Regions from separate parts of the Sus scrofa genome. Here region 2 is linked to region 1. The links are chromatin contacts, called in public Hi-C maps. All regions are on one chromosome and are shown on one strand. Each heading gives the region's core, a stretch centred on a gene start, on an enhancer-like site or on the middle of the called end of the contact. The rest is flanking DNA. Distances are from core to core; before and after follow the strand shown. Region 1 holds the start of TLN1 (talin-1). Region 2 holds the start of TESK1 (dual specificity testis-specific protein kinase 1).

Region 1 (3,174 bases), core at 314-2,813:
GCCTAGCACATCTCCTGGGTCCCTAACACCTTCCCACCTCCTACCTTGTAAATAACATGGTCCAGGAACCCCTGCCCCTCACCTGTGGTGGCCACAGCAAGAGCCTTGGGCTTAGAGAGTACAATGCAGCTGGAATCCCAGATGCCTGCAATTCTAGCTGAAGCTCAGAACCCTACCCTGTAATCAGTTTATCATTTCTCTGCGCCAAAGAAGCCCCCACGGCGACAGAGAAACAAGAGCCCTCCCTGCAAAAAAAAAAAAAAAAAAAAAAAAGAGCACCTGCCAATCTCTTAAATTTTACCTGCCTGAGGTCACCTACCCTGACCTCAGCCTATAACCCCTAAAACTGTCCTTAGTTCCCAACATTAACCCCGATCCCAATTTGTCTCCTGATGCCCAATACTGGCTTTAACATTCAGCTCTTTCCCAGCAGACACTTGAATCCAATCCCTGATCCCTAATTTTGATCTAAATTTTACCTTTAGCACCAAATCCCAACCTTACCCCTAGAGCTTGACCCCTGAACCTAAAGATCATGTGTCACTTGATTCCTGAGTCACTCCTTCCCCGTTTTACCCCTAACACTGGCTATGCCAACGGTCTCTAATGCCTAAAACTGGATCTCGAGCGCCGTTCCTGCTGCTGACCCTTAACCCGACCCTGGACTCTAACTCTGGCTTAGGCTGACCATCCTAGAACACAAAATAATGTCCTTAATCCAAACTTTACCTACCCAAAACGGACCTGACTCACGCTCATAACTCGAAATTTAAACCCCTAAAGCTAACCTTGGCTCCTAAACCCAATACCACCTAATCCCCAACCCACCCAGGGCGCTCCTACCCACATACCCGCCATCAGCCAACCTCAAAGCCGATCCCCGCCCTGCGTCGCACTGCCACCCACTCTTCACCCTCCCCCAAACCTATCCCAGACAGGGGGCTGCTCCCAGCAAGGGAGCAGAAAAGCCTCCCGCAAAAAGGCCTCTTGAACTCCCAGCCCAAGCCGAGAGACACTGGACGCTGACCTCTCCAACAGGACCCGAAACAGGAGACGCAGTCAAGTCAGGGGCCCCGCCCGCCTCCCGGGCCCGGCCTTGCGGCCCCACCCTGAGGCCCCGCTCGCGGCAGACCGGCCTACCTGCGCTGCCCGGCTCTGCGCCCCGCCCGCCGGCCCGCTAACCCGCTCGTTCTCCCGGTGGCTCTCGGGCTCCGGCCTCGCCCTCCCTTCGACACTCTCGGCCACTTCCGTCCGGGAACGTCCCCCGCCCGCGGGCGGCGCCCTGGGCCCGCGCTCTATGGTTGCGGGGACCGCAGGAAGCTGCTCTGGCCCCAGATCTCGATGCTCAGGAGCCGGCCGAAGACCCGCAGCCCCTCCCCGGCAGGAAGCGAGGGTGCGGCGCAATCCCAAGAAGACGCCCGAGCTGGGCCCGAGGTCCCGGTTGCGCGGTAGTCCTTCCTTTTCCTAGCCCGGGGCGAAGGCGGAGGCGGAGGCGGAGGCGGCTCGCCGGAATGCCCGCCCTCGGGGAGTGAGGGGCTGGCAAGGACGTCCCCTCTATTTGCATAGTGCCCGGGACGTGGCGTGCACCAAGGCCACTTCCGCGTCCGGGGAACTCCAAGTCCCGGGATGCCTCAGGGCTCGGTGCGTCACTTGTGTGGTGTTGGAAGTGGCTAAGACTCAGGCTGGGAGGCGGGTCGGGTTTGTGAGCCACCTCCGGCATCCAGGAGGAAAACCCCGCTTGCGGAGCCCATAGGTGTGGCCCACTGACGATCGGTGGGAGTCGTGCGTGGGGTTGGGAGTTGACTCCGGGTGTACTTCTGTGTTTCTGCTCATCCTTTCCGTAGATGTCTCATATGGAGCTGGGGTTGGACTCGGGTGACGATGACTTGCTGGGCTTCCTGTTAGAGGAAAGCGGAGGTCTGGGGGCGGCGCGGGACGAAGCCTTGGAGGCGCCCCTGGATTGGGAGCTACCACTTTCCGAGGTGGGGGGGGGCTCTGAGTCCGGGAGGCCCCGGGCGGGATGGAGGGGTGTCTCTGAGGCAGGGGGTGGTGATCAGTCAAAGTCTGTTAATCTGAACCCTGGGCAGGCATTGAGCGATTGGGACGTAGAGGATTTCCTGAGCTGCCTGTCGAGTCCCCCAGCATCGTTGACCGATTTTAGCCACTCTGACCCCTATCTTGTCCACCATGATCACACCTATTCCCTGTCACAGGAGTATGTCTCCATAGATCTAGGTGAGTCTGATAGAGGTGAAGTTTGGGGGAGGGGAGGGGACTATGGACCTGGCTGTTTATACTTTCCCTCTTGCAGATAATGAGGATTATGAGAAGGAAGGGGCCCAAATGACTTCCCTGCGTGTGGAGGCGCCCGCAGAGCAGGTAACTTGACTTGGTTTACAGGACGATTATTCCCACATTGACCGGGTTGGGGCAGGAGTCCGAATTTCTCTCTGACACCCTCTTGCACCTGTGCTGCCCACCTCTTGGAACCCCAGGAGATTGGTGAGCTGATACTGACGGAGGAGGAGAAGAGGCTTTTGGAGAAGGAGGGGCTTACTCTGCCCGGGACACTTCCTCTCACTAAGGTAAGACTCCCATTCGAGGAGCAAAGACTGGATGCAGGGGTTAAGTCCCTAGTAGGCTGACTCTGTTAATTTTATATCAGTAACTTGAGAAAGGACTGAGGCGAGATGCTGAGTCCAGCTTCGCAGGTAAGGGCTGAGGAACGGGTGCTGTAAAACTTGAGAAAAAGTTAGCATAAAACAAGACACAGAGACATTTATCTTAATTGCGGGTGGGAACTGGGGGACTCAAGGTCTCAGGGACCAAGAGCAGTGCCTCAAGAAACCACACTGCTTTTATTGTGCTCTTTAGGATTACATCAAGTGAGGAGGGGGTTGTAGGTGCAGGACATAGTTCTTTTATTATTTTAAAAGTCACATAGCTGGTAGCTGGTTAAGCTTTTATTCTGACCTTTAGGCATTAACAATCACTAGCATTGAAGAAGCTGGATATTAGCTCTCTGTGCATAGCACCTAGAGAATTATCATTGTGCTTCCACAGACAGCATGCCTATCTGCTGCAACCTGGCATGCCTAGGTTTGTACCTCCTTGCTGATGCATATTCTGCTAACGACCGCTCATAAACCCCCTGGGGCCTTGAGGCGCCTCTTC
Region 2 (3,174 bases), core at 337-2,836, 110 kb before region 1:
GACTTCCTTTTTCTTTTCTCATTAGCTCTTGACAAACAGTTGGTGGCTCCAACTCTCCACAAAAATGGGACAAGACTCTATTAGAAGTCGGTCACCCACACGGATGTGGACTGTGCGTATATTAATTTTCTTTTTAGATTTCCACAGAAATAGAAATATAGTACTTTTAGAATTCTTGAAGAGAACTCAGCCACGTTGCCTCAAGTTCGTTGGCATCCTTTCTCACTCCTGAGGCCCGCAGCCTCCACCACGCCGCCCTCCACTCCGCCGCTAGGGGGCAAAAGGCTCACTGACGTCCCCAACCTCTCGTCCTAGACAGGACTCCAGGATCGAGCGACGTCACCCACCCCCGTCGATGATTGGCTATTCCGCCGATGACCGGGACGGGGAGGAGCCAGCGGAGAACCAAAAACGCTGGGTATGGCATGCGCACAGGGTCCTGAGACGGTGCGTGCGCACTCAGGGTGCCGCGCCGCTTTAGAGGCCGGCTGCAGATCCTCCTCTCGCCTGAGGGGGCAGATCGGATTCCTACGTAATGCGGGGCGGTACCTGCCTAGGAGAGTCACACTGATGAGGGCTGGGCCACACCGAGGGGAGGAGTCACGTTGAGAGGAGGGGTCACAATGACGGGTGGAATCGCTCTGAGAGGTGGGGTTCGCCCTGGAAGGGCGAGACGGACAGAGGAGGGGTGTCGCACTGAGGGATTCTGGCACACACTGTTGGCGGCATGGTCACATTGCGGAGATGTTCCTCTGAAGGAGAGACTCTCACTGAGGAAAGAGTTGGTTCTCTGAGGGGGAGGGCTCCTTGAGGGGCGGGGTTTTGCCAAGGGGTGGGATATTTCCCTACAGGTGGAGACTTCTCTTTTGAGAAAGAAGGGCATGTGGACGAAATAGTAAGAGGAGGCTCCAGGCTGTGTGGTCAGTGCGCAGAAGCCCCTGAATCTAAACTTTTTTCGCGAGAGGCGGGATGGAGTGAGCAGGACTTGGGGCCACACCTGGAATGGGCTGGCCAAGGGCTCACTACAGCTCTGGGGCGTCACAACCTCCGGGGAAGGTACAAAGTGTCAGGGAGTCGGAGGTTTAAAGTGTAAGGGTCGAGAGCTGGGAAATGGGCAGGCTCGGCCAGGGCGGAGGCTGGGCAGGTGGGTAGGTTGCTGCCCCGATTGTGGCGGGACCAGAGGGGTCTACTTTTCTACCCTGCCTGTCCATGGAGTCCAGGAGTCCGGCGGCTTCCAGAGCCTGGCCCTCAAAAGACAGAGACCCGAGGGAGGGAGGGGAGAAAGGGCTCTCACGGCAGCTAAAAGACCTTTGAGCTGCGCATACGCACAATGAGCCATTAATTCCCTTCCGTTATTTAGCTTTGGCTTTAACTTCTTTGACCCCGACTTCTCAGACCCACTAGCCTAGGGCGTCCCGGCCACTGGTGGCGGGGTGCGCACCTGAGGGGGCGTGGCCGCTGCCCCGAGGCGGGCTCGAAGGAGTTAAGCAGAGGCCCGGCTCAGCCCCGCCCCCGGCAGGCCGCGGAGCCTGAGCCCCAGCGGCGAAGTGGAGCAGCCGCCGCCCGCCCGCCCGCCCGCCTCCGCCTGCGGGGAGTACCCCCGCCTGCCCGCCGGCGCCCGGGAGCGCCACCGCCACCGCCCGGCCCAGGCCCAGGCCCAGGCCCTGCGCAGAGCCGAGCGGAGCGGCGTCCACCCGGGCGCAGCAAGCCGGCGCGGCGGGGGCGGGCCCAGGAGCTTCGGCAGATCTTCCATTCTCCAGGGCGGGAGAGGGAGTGGGAGCTCCGGCGCCCCGGATCCGGCTGGGCCCGCACCCATGGCGAGCGCGGCCTGCCCGGGCCCCGGGAACCCTGCCATGTGAGGCAGGCCCGGGCTGGGGGGCCCGGCCATGGCCGGGGAACGGCCCCCACTGCGGGGCCCTGGGCCCGGGCCCGGGCCCGGAGAGGCGCCGGGGGAGGGGCCCCCGGGGCCGGGGGGCGCGGGCGGAGGCCCGGGCCGGGGCCGCCCCTCCTCCTACCGGGCTCTCCGCAGCGCGGTGTCCAGCTTGGCACGCGTGGACGATTTCCACTGCGCGGAGAAGATCGGGGCCGGCTTCTTCTCTGAGGTCTACAAGGTAGGACCAGCAGAGAGGGCAGAGGGGCGGGACCGAGCCTTAGACGCGAGGCTGGGACAAGGGGGCCCAGACCCTGGCGTTTCGCCCGACCTGCGCGGGACTCGCCAGCCCCTGCTGCCCCCAGGTTCGGCACCGACAGTCAGGGCAAGTCATGGTGCTGAAAATGAACAGACTCCCCAGTAACCGGGGAAACACGCTACGGGAGGTGCAGCTGATGAACCGACTTCGGCACCCCAACATCCTAAGGTGAGCGGCCCCAACCGCTTGCTGGGGGAGGGGGAAAGATCCCGCGGGAAAAGTGGGAACTGTCCAGGGGCCGGGACTCTTCCAGACTACCTTGCTGTCTTTCCCATCCTCTTCCAGGTTCATGGGGGTCTGTGTGCACCAGGGACAGCTGCATGCTCTTACAGAGGTGAGGATGAACCAGCAAGGGGGGACCCCACCACCAAGGGGCGAGTCAGCGGCCTGGTGCATCTACAGACGAATAATGAGGGGCAGCAGGACGTCCTCCCAGGGGAGGCTTTCCTGAACTTCCCTTTAGGCAAACCACAAATAAAAGGCCTCAGCTGGTCCCGTCCTTTATATCCTCTAGAACGGTGCTGTCCAATAGATCTTCCTGCAAAGATGAAAATGTTCTATATCTGCGCTGTCCAAAACCACAGCCACTAGCCACATGTGGCTAAGGATCCCTGGGAATGTGGCTAGTGTGACTGAGGAACTGAATGTTCCATTTTGTTTAAATTTAAATAGTTGTGCGTGTGTATGGGACAGGACAGGCTCAGGATATGAATGGAGGAGCCCTAGAGCAGACTCACCCTCCTGACTTTGTGATCCTCCTGGGTCCCCTGGCTTAAAAGTGGGAGACCTAGGCTACTGACTGAAATCTTGACATTCATTCCCCTTCTCCTACCCCTGTGACCCAGTATATGAATGGGGGGACTCTGGAACAGCTGCTCAGCTCCCCTGAACCCCTATCCTGGCCTGTCAGGCTCCGCCTGGCTTTGGACATCGCCCGGGGCCTGCGGTACCTGCATGCCAAAGGTGTATTCCATCGAGACCTCAC

Evidence for each region. A called contact is a pair of places that touch in the nucleus more often than the background predicts.
Region 2: a Hi-C map of liver shows a contact between it and region 1, with 4 times the contacts expected there. The contact joins the promoter of TESK1 here to the promoter of TLN1 in region 1. A contact is called at or near these places in 2 of 5 promoter capture datasets (fetal liver and liver), 11 of 47 Hi-C or Micro-C datasets (blood, epiblast stem cells, heart right ventricle and 4 more) and 2 of 2 datasets of contacts at active chromatin or transcription factors (alveolar macrophages and skeletal muscle).

Annotation. Positions count from the first base shown.
Region 1 is chr1:236,449,415-236,452,588 of Sscrofa11.1, forward strand. TLN1 (talin-1) reads right to left here and starts at 1,564. Exons shown (of 57, transcript XM_021065688.1): 1 at 1,141-1,564. CREB3 (cAMP responsive element binding protein 3) reads left to right here and starts at 1,854. Exons shown (of 9, transcript NM_001123220.1): 1 at 1,854-1,982; 2 at 2,088-2,235; 3 at 2,312-2,379; 4 at 2,496-2,585. The coding sequence starts at 1,854.
Region 2 is chr1:236,339,574-236,342,747 of Sscrofa11.1, forward strand. It overlaps TESK1 (dual specificity testis-specific protein kinase 1), which reads left to right and starts at 1,587. Exons shown (of 10, transcript XM_003121984.4): 1 at 1,587-2,111; 2 at 2,236-2,357; 3 at 2,475-2,523; 4 at 3,035-3,174. The coding sequence starts at 1,887.